Linked DNA regions of Macaca mulatta: region 2 is linked to region 1. The links are chromatin contacts, called in public Hi-C maps. All regions are on one chromosome and are shown on one strand. The core of a region is the stretch at or near the end of the contact, and the rest is flanking DNA. Distances in the headings are between cores, read along the strand shown. Region 1 holds the start of LOC106997723. Region 2 holds the start of XRCC2 (X-ray repair cross complementing 2).

Region 1 (7,370 bases), core at 2,638-5,137:
TTTGCCTTCAGCATGTAGAAAGGGCCCCGTGGGCAAAGGTTCCGGATAAAGATCAGACGGTGATCTGGCCGATGAACAGAACCCAGAAGTATGTTTGAGGGGGAGGAAGGAGGAGGGGAAGAGAAGTCTTCTGTTCTGCTTTTTCTGCCCTGCGGGGATGACACTTAACCACCGCAGGGGCTGCAGCTGAGCCGTAGGGATGGTCACACTGAACCAGGACTTCTTCCCTTCCCCCACTCTAAACCTCTGCCAAGCAGAGAGCCTCTGAGACTGCTCTAGAGAAAGGGGCTGCCTGCCAAGTATCTGCCCACCTGGGGCCAGGGTGAGGGCAAGGCCAGTGACTACATTCTGTGAACAGCTGGAAAAAAAGTGGGCAACACAGTGGCCTTGGGGCAATGGCCTTCCCACTCTCCTTGTCAAAAAATAGCAGGATTCAAAAAAAAAAGGGCGGGGGAGGATATTTATTTAATCCTTTTGTTACAAATTAAAGTTGCTTGTTTTCAAAAATTGCAGGAAATAAAGTACGCGAATGAAAGAAACACAAAATATTTAAAAACAAAATAGCTATCTTCCCAGCTCTCTTACTTATAGGTATGTCTATACAATTCTGGCAGAATCCAAAGGGAAGGACAGTTTGGTTAGTCCATTCAGTCACAGCAAATGTACCTGTTCATTTGTTCAAGGATTTGTTGAGCACTCACCTTGTGCCCTGAAGATACAGCTCTGAAAAAACACCAAAAAGGCCCCTGTGTCCAGCAGCTCACATCTTAGTGGTGGAAGGGAGATGAAGGGGAACAGACCATAATAAGTAAGTAAACAATGATTTCAGACTGTGCCAAGAGCTCTGAGGAAAACAGGGTGATATGATAGGGAGCGGTGAAAGGTACTTTAGGTACGTACAATGTCAGAAATGCTCCCCCAGGCCAGGCGAGGTGGCTCAAGCCTGTAATCCTAGCACTTTGGGAGGTTGAGGTGGGCGGATCACTTGAGCCCAGGAGTTTGAGACCAGCCTGGGGTTTCACCATGTGAAACCCAGACTCTACAAAAAAAAAAAAAAAAAAAAAAAAAAAAAAAGGAAAAGAAAAAAGAAAAAAAATCGGCTGGGTGCCATGGCTCACGCCTGTAATCCCAGTACTTTGGGAGGCCAAAGCGGGTAGATCACCTGAGCTCAGGAGTTCTAGACCAGCCTGGCCAACATGGTGAAACCCCATCTCTACTAAAAATACAAAAATTAGCTGGGCACTGCGTAGGGCGTTTGTAATCCCAGCTACTTGGGAGGCAGAAGCAGGAGAATCGCTTGAACCCGGGAGGTGGAGGTTGCAGTGAGCCAAGATCACGCCACTGCACCCCAGCCTGGGTGAAAGAGCAAGACTCTGTCTCGAAATAATTAAATTAAATTAAAATTTTAAAATTAGCCAGGTGTTGTAGTGCATACCTGTAGTCCCCACTACTTGGGAGGCTGAGGTGGGAGGATCACCTGAGCCCAGGAGGTCAAGACTGCAGTGAGCCAAGATTGCACCACTGCACTCCAGGCTTGGCAACAGAGTGAGACCCTGTCTCAAAAAAAAAAAAAAAAAAAAAAAAAAAAGAAAAGAAAAAAGAAAAAGAAGCCAGGCGTGGTGGCTCATGCCTGTAATCCCAGCACTTTGGGAGGCCGAGGTGGGCAGATCACTTGAGGTCCGGAGTTCGAGACCAGCCTGGCCAACATGGTGAAACGCTCTCTCTACTAAAACTACAAAGATTAGCTGGGTGTGGTGGCAGGCACCTGTAATCCCAGATACTAGGTAGGCTGAGGCAGGATAATTACTTGAACCTGGGAGGCAGAGGTTGCAGCGAGCCAAGCCTGGGCAACAGAGAGAGACTCCATCTCAAAAAACAGAAAAGGAAAAGGAAAGGAGGAAGAAACAAAGAAATGAAGGAAGGAAGAAAGAGAAAGAAGAAAAGGGAGAGGAGAGGAAAGGGGAGGGGAGGGGAGCAGGGAAGAGAGGAGAGGAGAGGCTGGGCCCAGTGGTTCATGCCTGTAAGCTGAGGTGAATGGATCACCTGAGGTCAGGAGTTAGAGACCAGCCTGGCCAACATGGTGAAACCCTGTCTCTACTAAAAATACAAAAATTAGCCGGGGGTGGTGGCACATGCCTGTAATCCCAGCTACTCAGGAGGCTGAGGCAGGAGAATCACTAGAACCTGGAAGGCGGAGGTTGCAGTGAGCTGAGATCGTGCCATTGCACTCCAGCCTGGGCAACAGGGCAAGACTCGGTTTCAAAAAAAGAAAGAGAAAGAAACAAAGAAAGAGAAATGCCTCCCCAAGGTGACAGATGAGCGAAGCCAGGTGAGAAGTCTAAAGAAATTCAAGTACAAAGGCCCTCTGACAAAAAGGTCTTGGCAGAAACGTGGTCAGTGCGCTTGCTGCATTGAAACTGCTCCTGTAAGCCAGGGATCCTATAAGGTAGGCCTTGAATTCCATGGTGGGGAGCTCGGTTAGGACCCCCACGATAGGCAGGAAGGCAGCTGGAAAGAGCAGTTCTGCCATTCTTCCGGATATATTAATGAGCCATGATGGGTCGTCCTGGTGGACCTCTGGAGTCTGAGCTGGGTCCACGTTTGAGGTCTCCCACTTTAGTGACCCTGGGAAAGTTACTTGAGTCTCCTCATTTGAATAGCCAAGGGTTTCTCGTGTTTGATGCCAAATGCCTTGGGCGGGGATTGGCTCCAAACCTCAGCCTCATCAGTCAGTCAATTTATCCTCACATTCAAGAGCAGCCATTTACAAAACGAGTTCAGAAAATTAAAAAAAAAAAAAAATACAAATTTTAAATCGTTAGAATACTGCATAAACAAACTAGAAGTAGGCCGGGTGCAGTGGCTCACGCCTGTAATCCTAGCACTTTGGGAGGCCGAGGCGGGCGGATCACCTGACATACGGAGTTCGAGACCAGCCTGACCAACATGGAGAAACCCCGTCTCTACTACAAATGCAAAAATTAGCTGGGCGTGGTGGTGGGCGCCTGTACTCCCAGCTATTTGGGAGGCTGAGTCAGGAGAATTGCTTGAACCCGGGAGACGGAGGTTGCAGTGAGCCGAGATCGCGCCATTGCACTCCAGCCTGGGCGACAGAGCGAGACTCCATCTCAGAACAAACAAACAATAAAAACAAAGTAAAAGTAGATTCCCCAGGCAAAGCTGATAATATTGCTGGGATAATCGACTTTGTCACTACAGTCTCACTTGGTACTTTAAGAAACTCCATCTTGATCCTAGGTCTGGGTTGATCTGGGCGTTCCTGCTAATTTTGTGTTTTAAAAACCTAAAGCAATAAAAATGTTGATATTGACATTTATCATTTTTATCCTCGCCCTCTGCCTTGTTTTGCTGGGAGATCTGTTCCACTTGGCTGAGTTTAGAGAGGGCGGGGAAGCGGGGGAGAAACCGAGGCGCAGGGTGGAGAAAGGGAGAAAAGCCTTGCAGACTGAACACACGAGAAAACCTGGAGAAGGGATTCGCTGTGCTTATTTCAGGGAAGAAAACCGAGAAGTGAAGCACAGAGGGGTCAGGTTCCGGGAGCAGCGGGAAGGTTGCAGGGGGCCCCAGGGCAGGTCGTGGAACTCAGGCAGCGGCACCGGGGGCCCAGTTCAGGCCGCAGGGTGCAGCCGGGCAAGACCGCTCGGGCTGCCGAAACGGGAGGAGATCAGAAAAAGGAGACATGGAGAAAAGGAAAGGAACAGGAGCAACACTCGGGAGGGAAGGAAAGAGACCGAGACAGAGGAACACCCGCAGCCGAGCAGCCAGCCGGGCTGGGCGGGGAGAGGGGGCTGCGGAGGAGGCGGGGCGCCAGGCGGCGCGAGGCCAATGAGAGGGCGGGCCGGGGCGAGGGCGGGGCGCTAGGCGACATGAGGCCAATGGGAGGGTGGGCCGGGGCGAGGGCGGGGCATTAGGCGGCGCGAGGCCAATGGGAGGTCGGGCTGGGTCCTCTGGGCTGAGGCTGGGTGCCAGGCGGCGTGAAGCCAGTGGGAGGGCATGTTGGGGCAGGGGCGGGGCCCCAAGCCAATGGAAGGGTGATACCGAGGGGGCGGGGCGCCAGGCGGCGAGAGAGCCAATGGGAGGCAGAGTCGGGGACCGCGGGCCGTGGGCCGCCCCGCGAGGGGAGGGAGACCCGGAAGGCGGTGGGGGCGGGGAGTGGAGCTGACAACCTGTCAAATCCACTTTGGGACGAACTAGGTCACGCGCTTCCCGGGCCGGGCACCCCCGCCCGCGAGGCCTGGCCGCGGTTCCTTCCTCTTCCTGCCCGCGGCGGTGGGGGTGGGGCGGGCCTCGGGACACCTGCCTCCGCCGCCGGCCGCCGGCCTCGTGCGGCTTCCCGGGCGGCTCCGCCTCGGCCGTACACCCCCGGCCCGCTCGCGGCGGGTGGAGCCGTGGTCCCGCGGGCTCAGCCGCGCTGTCTCCCTGGACACTGGGAGCCCCGCGCGGCCTCGCGGGCAAAACCTCTGGACTCCCCGCACCCCCGACAGTCTCCGCGCCGCTCCTTCTCGCGCGCGACCGTGGACTCGTCCCCGCGGGCCCGGGTTGGCAGAAGCTGCGGGGGCCGGGGGCGCACTACTTGGCGCGGAAGGGCCAGCGGTGGGCGGAGGGATCCCCGGCCGCGGGGTGAGCCGCAGGGAGGGGTCGGGAGGAGCCGCAGGGGAGAGTCGGGAGGAGTCGCAGGGGGGAGTCGGGAGGAACCTGGCGCCCGCACCCACGCGCGCCGTGGTCACCTGTTCCCCGCGGGAGCCCGGCCGCGCTCGGGGGGAGGCACGCTCGCAGCTGGGGCTGCCGCTTTGTGCCCGTGGAACCGCGGGGAAGGCGCAGCGCTCTCGGGTCTTCCTGGCGGGTGGTCCTGCACTTTCCCACTCTCTGGTACGGACCGCCGCGATCTGTTTCCAGGCAGAGGAGAAGACGTCAAAGACTCAGACAGAAGGCAGCGTGAATCCAGGGCCCGGGATGCAGGGTTTGCTGGAACGCCAGCCGGTGCGATCGCGCCCCTGGGATTCCGCTTGGCCCGCGCGTCCATTTCCCTGCACGGTGGACTCAGTAAAGCCGGATCTGTCCAGCGCTTACAGCGTGGAGGTGGAGGCGGACTAATCAAGCAATGCTCTGTTATTATTTCTACCCATCCCCTTTTCTCCATGCTAATTTGCTTAGAACTTTAACATCGAATGGACAGCAAATGTCATGTTGTTTAATTTTCACTCCTTGACCGTTATGTTAATTTCTCTCCCGAACAAGGTGACGCATTGTTTTAAGTAACAGTGATCAACTCATGTACTCTTTTTGCAAATTGTATGAATTGAAGGGTAAAATGTGGGAAAACGCTAAATTTGAATGCTAAATTTGAACATTTGACACAATATTTTGAAATGCTTCTTTGCAATATTATGGCATTTCGGAACAGATTAAAATATTTCATTTTCAGACATTTCTTTGGTCAACAAATACTTCTTGAACGTTTATATGCAAAGCAATGCATATAACATTTTCATTGCTTTACAAGTGTATTTATCAGTAAAAGAATTTTCTTTTAAATTCTAGCCTTCATTTAAATGTATTTTAGTTATCACATTGGGAAGAAAATAAAATATTACTGTGTACGGAATGTACAGACATGTTTTTATATTTACAAAAAATAGTCATTAAGAAAGAAAATATGGCCGGGTGCTGTGGGTCACGTCTGTAATTCCAGCATTTTGGCATGACGAGGCAGGCGGATCACCTGAGGTCAGGAGTTGGAGACTAGCCTGACCAAAAAGGTGAAACCCCGTCTCTACTAAAAATACAAAAATGAGCCGGGGCGTGGTGGCGGGCGCCTGTAGTCCCGGCTACTTGGGAGGCTGAGACGGGAGAATTGCTTGAACCCGGGAGACGGAGGTTGCAGTGAGCCAAGAGTGTGCCACTGCACTCCAGTCTGGGCAACAGAGCGAGACTCCGTCTCAAAAATACATATATACAGGTATCTATATATAGAGATATCTATATAGATATATAGGTATATACAGATTATAGTATATATAGGTGTCTATATATAGATGTATATTCCTTACATTCAACATAAGAATGAGCTTATTCATAATTATCTGTAGTATTATTGCACTTGAAGAACTACCATATTGATTACATTTATAAATACTATTTATAAGTATTGAAATAGAAGTATTTTAAGTAGAAATTAAATGCAAACAAAGCAACAAAAAGAGGCCTTTCATACATGGTTATTGGCTTTTCATTGTAGCCAGTTCTTACTGCCAGCTAATTTTCCAAAGGGAATCGTTGCTTTCTGTTTTGACCAATTGGCAACCTATACAGTGCTAGAAACTCTTAGCCCTCATTGGGTGTATAAATATATATCTTATTTCAAATGTTTTGTTATCTATTCCTACTGGAGGTTGTTTTCTTCTCTCTTTTTTTTTTTTTTTTTTTTTTTTTTTTTTTTTTTGAGACGGAGTCTCACTCTGTCACCAGGGCTGGAGTGCAGTGGCAGCATGTCAGCTCACTGCAACCTCCGCCACCCGGGTTCGAGCGATTTTCCTGCCTCAGCCTCCTGAGTAGCTGGGATTACAGGCGCCTGTCACCACGACCAGCTAGTTTTTTGTGTTTTTAGTAGAGATGGGGTTTCACCATGTTGGCCAGGCTGTACTCAAACTACTGACCTCGTTATTCAGCCGGCGCTGCCTCCCAAAGTGCTGGGATTACAGTCATGAGCCATCGCGCCTGCCCTCTTTTTTCTTTTTCTTTTTCTTTTCCTTTTCTTTTCTTTTCTTTTTTTTTTTTTTTTTTTTTTTTTTTTTTTTTTTTTTTGAGACGGAGTCTCGCTTTGTCGCCCAGGCTGGAGTGCAGTGGCCGGATCTCAGCTCACTGCAAGCTCCGCCTCCCGGGTTTACGCCATTCTCCTGCCTCAGCCTCCCGAGTAGCTGGGACTACAGGCGCCCGCCACCTCGCCCGGCTAGTTTTTTGTATTTTTTAGTAGAGACAGGGTTTCACCAGGTTAGCCAGGATGGTCTCGATCTCCTGACCTCGTGATCCGCCCGTCTCGGCCTCCCAAAGTGCTGGGATTACAGGCTTGAGCCACCGCGCCCGGCCTCTTTTCCTTTTCTTTTCTTTTCTTTCTTTCTTTCTCTCATTTTGATCTTAATACCCACTAAAAAGATAAAACTACGAGTGTTTTTCTTCAGATCACGAGATTGTCAATAATGGAAAGTCAACACTGCCAAATCATGAGAATGAATTGCATATCATTGTACAAAAAATGAATACTGGAAATTAGCTCCTCGATCTATTATATTACCATAATAAGAAAAACTAAAGAATTAAAAAATTAAATAAAATGCAATCCTAAATTATGC
Region 2 (7,370 bases), core at 1,967-4,466, 230 kb after region 1:
CCAGGCTGGACTGCAGAGGCGTGATGTCGGCTTACTGAAACCCCTGCCTCCCGGGTTCAAGCAACTCTCCTCCCTCACCCTCCCAAGTAGCTGGGATTACAGGTGCCCACCACCACACCCAGCTAATTTTTATTTTTAGTAGAGGCAGGGTTTCTCTCTTAACTCCTGACCTCAGGTGATCTGCCCACCTCAACCCCCCAAAGTGCTGGGGTTACAGGCATGAGCCACCACACCCAGCCTAAAAAAATATTCTTACAACTTTATTTTCTTGAAGACCCCGTATGAAATGTATTTTCCCTGATATTCACAAGAAAGGTTAACTATTTTATTAGGTTCTAATTCTAGCGAATTAAAATTTTAAAGGAGGCTGGGCGTGGTGGCTCATGCCTGTAATCCCAGCACTTCGGGAGGCCAAGGCCAGGTGGATCACAAGGTCAGGAGTTCAAGACCAGCCTGGCCAACATAGTGAAACCTGGTCTCTGCTAAAAAAAAAAAAAAAAAAAAAAAAAAAATTAGCCAGGCAAGGTGGCGTGAGCCTGTAGTCCCAGCTACTCAGGAGGCTGAGACAGGAGAACTGCTTGAACCCGGGAGGCAGAGGTTACAGTGAGCCGAGATCGTGCCACTGCACTCCAGGCCTGGGCGACAGAGTGAGACTCTTATCTCAAAAAAAAAAAAAAAAAAAAAAAAAAAATTTAAAGTAGCTTATTTCAGTTTCTTGGGTTAGCTTATGGCTTCAGATATATTCGTCAACACAATCCCTCCAAGTAAACTCAAAGTAGATGAATGTGCAAAGCAGCTAGAGTTCAAACAAATTTGGCAGTGGCCACACAGTTCCCCAAGACACTTAAAGTGAAAGAGGCTGGCTTAACGGGTTTTGTTAATAAAAAGGAAAACAGAGCAGCGCCAATCGCCTAGCTCCTAGTCTCCATTCCACCCCACTCTACTCCAGAATAATATGAACTAGTTTAGGATTGCCACACAGACAAGGTAGGCAAATGATATGATGTTAAGTTCTTTGTTCCATGACTTAACTGTGCTACACTCCCATTTTTTGGATGTGAGGCTTGTTCTGATGGCAAAAATCATCAGACCTTAACCTGGGTTTCAAATAATCATTTAAACATAAGGTTTTGGCAGGGCGCAGTGGCTCACACCTGTAATCCCAGCACTTTGGGAGGCTGAGGCAGGCGGATCGCCTGAGGTCAGGAGTTCCAGACTAGCCTCGCCAAAACAGGGAAACCCCATCTCTACTAAAAATACAAAGGTTAGCTGGGTGTGGTGGCACATGCCTGTAGTCCCAACTACTTGGGAGGCTGAGGCAGGAGAATCGTTTGAACCCGGGAAGCAGAAGTTGCAGAGAGCTGAGATTGCACCACTGTGCTCCAGCCTGGGAAGAAGAGCAAGACTTCATCTCGAAAAATATATATTTATATATAAAAAATGTGTTTTTATATATTATATACTTTCTATATATTATATATAAATATATTTTTAAACATATATATATATGATTTTAACTGTAGCCGTTCTTATACTAAGCAGTGGCTCTACTTTTTAGGAACAGGGATTGTCAAACTATGGCCAGAAAGCCAAATCCAAAACACAAAGCTTTCTTGGAACGCTGCCATGTGCCTTTATCTATGACTGCCTTCCCATTAGAACAGCAGAGTTGAGTGGTTGTGACAGAAACGGCATGGCCTGCAAAGCCTAAATATTTACCATATGGCCCTCCACAAAAAAGTTTGCTGACTCTTTTGAGATTGCTTCCTCTCTCATCTACATAAAAGATCCTTCAGGCCAGGCGCGGTGGCTCAAGCCTGTAATCCCAGCACTTTGGGAGGCCGAGACGGGCGGATCGCGAGGTCAGGAGATCGAGACCATCCTGGCTAACACGGTGAAACCCCGTCTCTACTAAAAAAATACGAAAAACTAGCCGGGCGAGGTGGCGGGCGCCTGTAGTCCCAGCTATTCGGGAGGCTGAGGCAGGAGAATGGCGTAAACCCGGGAGGCGGAGCTTGCAGTGAGCTGAGATCCGGCCACTGCACTCCAGCCTGGGGGACAGAGCAAGACTCCCTCTCAAAAAAAAAAAAAAAAAAAGATCCTTCATACCCTGCCCACTGCTGAGCGCTAACTTCCCAACCTATTGTCCCTCACTCCCTTTGTTCCAATTTTACAGAAACAGTTGCAGTTATCTAAATAAGCCATGCTCTTGCTTAATTCAGAATCCATGTACTCCCCACTGTCTCCGCTCTGAATGTCATCCCCTCCTTGCCAAATCATTTCAAATGGTCCTTGGAACTTCAGTCATCTCCTCCTGCATCTTCCATGATGCCCGCCCCTCTAATGCACAACAAACTTTTGTGCAATACTGTAATTCTTACAGCAGCCTCCCTTACTAGTTATTTAATGGCAGAAGTTGTCTTTTGTTGCTTACTCCTATCCCTTAACCCGTAGTTGACACACAGTAAGCGCTGGACACTTAGTTCAATTCTTGAGAGGCCTCCATCGGCTTGTGTGGCTCTGGAGCTACCTGGGCTGGAAATGAATACTGGGGGGTCGCGAGACCCAGATGCCCTAAGCAGAGACACGTGGACTACAGGGAGGTGAGGCAACCTCCGCAAACACCACCTGTTCCAGAAAAGCTCCAAATGCTCCAACGGGCGACCCCTCTCTTTTCTAGCTTTTCTTGCATAGCTTGCCACTTCCAACAGTAATCTGTGACGGGTTTTTAGACCATCACTCTTGGGAGGAGAGACCTCCTATGTTATATCGATCTGGGCAGACAGCAGGTCTTCCAAACTATCCAGAAAGACTTCCTCCACCTCCGCCCGGTCCTCGCACCTCGGAGGACTCCAGGTTGCCCAGGGGCGGACCCCTGGGGCCCAGGTGAGAGGTGGCAGAGGGTGCCAGCATCGCCGGTGTCCAGGCCGAGAGCCCGGTCCCAGCCTGGCCAGGCCGCGCCGCCCCAAGCCTCCCAGCCCCCCGGGTTCCCTCGGCTCCCCTGGCCACCTGCGGCCTTGTTCCCATCTCCCTCGCTCCCAACCCGGCGGCTCTCACCTCGGTCCCAGACTCAGCCCTATGGAAGTCACTACACATCGCCCCGAAGGCTCGGCGCAGGAGACACTCAACTTTCCCGCCACCAACGCCATTCACCAACGGCGCAGACGCCACTGCCAGTCAAACCAGCCCACGCGCGCGCGTGCGCACTGTGCCAGGCCGCGCCGGGAGGCGGGAGCATGCGCAATAGGGTGTGCGGGCCACCACCGCCCCCAGTTCCTGTGACGTCAGACTCCCGCGGCCCCCGTGGCGCTCTCCAGCGTCTCCTTGGAGACCGGGCAGGGGTGGCGGGGACAGCTGGTGCTTTGCTTTTCTTCCCTGTTGTAAACTTTGGTTCGTTATTATTACATTAGGTAAAACTGACCTTATGTACTTAATTTGTTTAACCTTTAAAAATACTTGTACTGCACAAGCAGGCCCCTTTGTCCGTTCTCGGGTTAAAAGCCTCAGGCTGTGTGTGCGATTCCTGGTTAATTCTGGAAAAAAAGAGAAAAGTATACTATATTTAAAAGAATTTTAAAAATATACCGGGCCTGTGGATTTATCAAGTTGCTTTTTGAGGTGGGCAGGAGGATCACTTGAGGTCAGGAGTTCGAGACCAGCCTGGCCAAAATAGTGAAAAACCCTGTCTACACTAAAAATACGAAAATTAGCCGGGCATGGTGGCTGGCGCCTGTAATCCCAGCTACTCAGGGAGGCTGAGGTAGGAGACTCGCTTAAACCAGGGAGGCAGAGGTTGCAGTGAGCCGAGATTGTGCCACTGCACTCCAGCTTGGGTGACAGAGAGAGACTCTGACTCCAGAGTTACATGCTGGAGAAAGAGCATGTAACAATGAAGTATTTCTCATACATAATATTAAAGTTGCTCGTTTTGTAAGTTAGAATGGTTTTGGTTGCAAGTCACGGAAAACCCAACTCTTATTTACTGAAACAAATGGGCTTTACCGGGTGACATCACTAGAAGTCCAAGGGTAAGACAGGCTTCAAGTTTAGTTTAATTGAGAGGCTTGATTAGGCAAACAAGTACCTCATTTCTTTTTACTTCAGATTCATATTTTCTACCTTGGCCTCTTCTCTACCTAGGGTTGCAGACCCACATCTGAAACATTAACAACCATCAGGAGTGAGATTGGTCTGGTTAGCTTAGGCCTGAGCCGTGTGCCCCACTTCTTTTTTTCCTTTTTTTTTTTGAGACTGAGTCTCGCTCTGTCACTCAGTCAGGAGTGCAGTGGCGCGATCTCGGCTCACTGCAACCTCTGCCTCCCGGGTTCAAGTGATTCTTCTGCCTCAGCCTCCCAAGTATCTGGGACTACAGGCACACCCCACCACGCCTGGCTAATTTTTGTATTTTTAGTAGAGACGGGGTTTCACCATATTGGCCAGGCTGATCTCGAACTCCTGACCTTGTGATCCGCCCGCCTCGGCCTCCTAAAGTGCTGGGATTACAGGCGTGAGCCACTGCACCTGGCCCCATGTGCTCCACTTCTATCCGGAATACAGACATATTCTTTCAAAGCACATAGGCTCTGTGGAAAGGTGTGCAGAACAGTGAATGACAACAATAACAACAAATTGTGAATCACTAACAAGAGGAGTGAGAGTGGATGCTTGGGAGGCCACCTCTACCGTCTTTTTTTTTTTTTTTCCTTTTTTCCCTTTCCTATGGTGCCGAACCACCTCTATCTTCATTATGCCCTCTGTAATGAGGATATGTGTGTACCAAACCACATATGTAGGTCAACCCCCTCGTCCATTCCACACACTTCTATACAAAGTAAATATTTCCTCACATAGTAAATCAATATTTGAGAAAGGAGACTTTACAATTGAATAGCTGCTCTAGGCTAAATTAGTTTTTCAGTCTCCACACTGTTCCTAATGAAGACGACATGTCAGCTGAACTAGTTTAGTCCATTAAGTGCACACCTGTTTGTGTGAGCACAACATGGTTTTGAAATTACTTCAGTTTTAATGCTCCAGAAACATCCCTTCTTGTTTAAAAGGATACTTGAAGCGCTCTCAGAAATTGCTGGTAGACATGAAAACATACGGTCTTTTTGGAAAGGAATTTGGCAATATCTTTTTTTTTTTAATTAATAGAGATGGGGTTTCGCCATGTTGCCTAGGCTGGTTTATAACTTCTGGGCTCAAGTGATCCTCCTGCCTCCTAAAGTGCTGGGATTACAGGCATGAGCCACTGCACCTGGCCGAAATTGGCACTATCTAACAAAATGATGCATTTATTAACTCTTTCACTCAGCAATCCTAATTCTAGGAATTTAGCTTGAAGTCATATTTCCAACATTGCAAAAACATGTATGCAAAAAAGCATATTGCAGCATGGTTTGTAATTGCAAAATCCTGGAAATGGCCTAAATGCGTATACGTAGGAGAGTGGTTGAAAACAATATGGCACTGCCACAAAATGGAGCACTATGCAGCTGCAACAAAGAATGGTCAAGATCTCTATACATGTGTAAGGAATGATTTCCAGGATATAGCATTAAGTGAAAAAGGCAAAATGGGAAGGGGTGTCTACAGTTTGCTAGCTTTCTTGTAACAAGGGAGGGGGAAAGAAAAAGATACACATGTCTCTGCTCATCTGGGTAAAAAGAAACACAGGAAGAATACATGAGAAACAAACAGGATTCTTTATCTACAGAGGGTGGATAAAAATAGGTTGGAAAAAATAGAGGATGAAAATAGGGTAAAAGAGATGGGGTGAGGGATACTTCTCTACATGTAACTTTTTTTGACAGCTCCAATTTTTTTTTTTTTTTGAGTCAGAGTCTTGCTGTGTCACCTAGGCTGGAGTGCAATGGCACAATCCTGGCTCACTGCAACCTCTGCCTCTGGGTTCAAGTGATTCTCATGCCTCAGCCTCCTGAGTAGCTGGGATTACAGGCTCCTGCCACCATGCCTGGCTAATTTTTGTATTTTTAGTAGAGATGGGGTTTCACCACGTTGGTCAGGCTGGTCTGGAACTCCTGATCTCAGGTGATCCACCAACCTTGGCATCCCCAAAGTGCCAGAATTACATGCATGAGCCACCATGACTGGCCAGCTCTAACTTTTAGAATCATACTAATGTTTTACCTCCTAAAAAAGAAATTATCAGTTGTTCACGCCTGTAATCCTGGCACTTTGGGAGGCCAAGGCTGGTAGATCACCTGAGGTCAGGAGTTTGAGACCAGCCTGGCCAACATGGCAAAACCCTGTCTCTACTAAAAATACAGAAATTAACCGGGTGTGGTGTGCATGCCTGTAATCCCAGCTACTCGGGAGGCTGAGACAGGAGAATTGCTTGAACAGGGAGGTAGAAGTTGCAGTGAGCCGAGACCATGCCCTTGCACTCCAGCCTGGGCAACAGAGTGAGACTGTGTCTCAAACAAGAAAAAAACAAAACAAAAACAAGATCATGTCCTTTGCAGGAATATGGACGGAGCTGGAGACCACTCTCCTTAACAAACTAACACAAGAACAGAAAACCAAATACCACATGTTGTCACCTATAATTGGGAGCTAAATGATGAGAACTCATGCACGAAAAGAAAGGAACAACACGCGCTGGGGCCTACTTGAGAGTGGAGGGTGGGAGGAGGGAGAAGAGCAGAAAAAATAACTATTGGATACTAGGCTTAGTAGTGACAAAATAATTCCTACAACAAACCCCCATGACATGAGTTTATCTGTATAACAAACCTGCACATGTACCCCTGAACCCAAAATCAAAATGTTTACAAATTGCCACAGTAGGCCAGGCACGGTGGCTCATGTCTATGGCGCCACTGCACTCCAGGCTGGTGACAGAGCAAGACTCTGTCTAAAAAAAAAAAAAAAAAAAGAGAGAGGCTGGGCATGGTGGCTCACACCTGTAATCCTAGCACTTTGGGAGGCCAAGGCGGGTGGATCATGAGGTCAATAGATCAAGACCATCCTGGCCAACATGGTGAAACCCCATCTCTATTAAAAATACAAAAAATTGGCCAGGCGTGGTGGCTCAAGCCTGTAATCCCAGCACTTTGGGAGGCTGAGACTGGCAGATCACGAGGTCAGGAGATCGAGACCATCCTGGCTAACACAGTGAAACCCCGTCTCTACTAAAAAATACAAAAAACTAGCCGGGTAGGGTGGCGGGCGCCTGTGGTCCCAGCTACTCCGGAGGCTGAGGCAGGAGAATGGCGTGAACCCGGGAGGCAGAGCTTGCAGTGAGCTGAGATCCAGCCACTGCACTCCAGCCTCGGCGACAGAGCGAGACTCCATCTCAAAAAAAAAAAAACAAAAAAAAAAACAAAAATTAGGCGGGTGTGGTG

Evidence for each region. A called contact is a pair of places that touch in the nucleus more often than the background predicts.
Region 2: a contact with region 1 is called in a Hi-C map of fetal cortex germinal zone, with 2.6 times the contacts expected there. The contact joins the promoter of XRCC2 here to the promoter of LOC106997723 in region 1. A contact is called at or near these places in 2 of 14 Hi-C or Micro-C datasets (cortical neurons and fetal cortex germinal zone).

Annotation. Positions count from the first base shown.
Region 1 is chr3:191,877,618-191,884,987 of T2T-MMU8v2.0, forward strand. LOC106997723 reads left to right here and starts at 3,888. Exons shown (of 3, transcript XM_077998197.1): 1 at 3,888-3,904; 2 at 4,079-4,160; 3 at 4,216-5,449. The coding sequence starts at 3,888. The coding sequence ends at 5,115. LOC106997727 (a long non-coding RNA gene) reads right to left here and starts at 253. Exons shown (of 3, transcript XR_003728405.2): 1 at 1-253.
Region 2 is chr3:192,103,503-192,110,872 of T2T-MMU8v2.0, forward strand. It overlaps XRCC2 (X-ray repair cross complementing 2), which reads right to left and starts at 3,217. Exons shown (of 3, transcript XM_001108141.5): 1 at 3,058-3,217. The coding sequence starts at 3,096.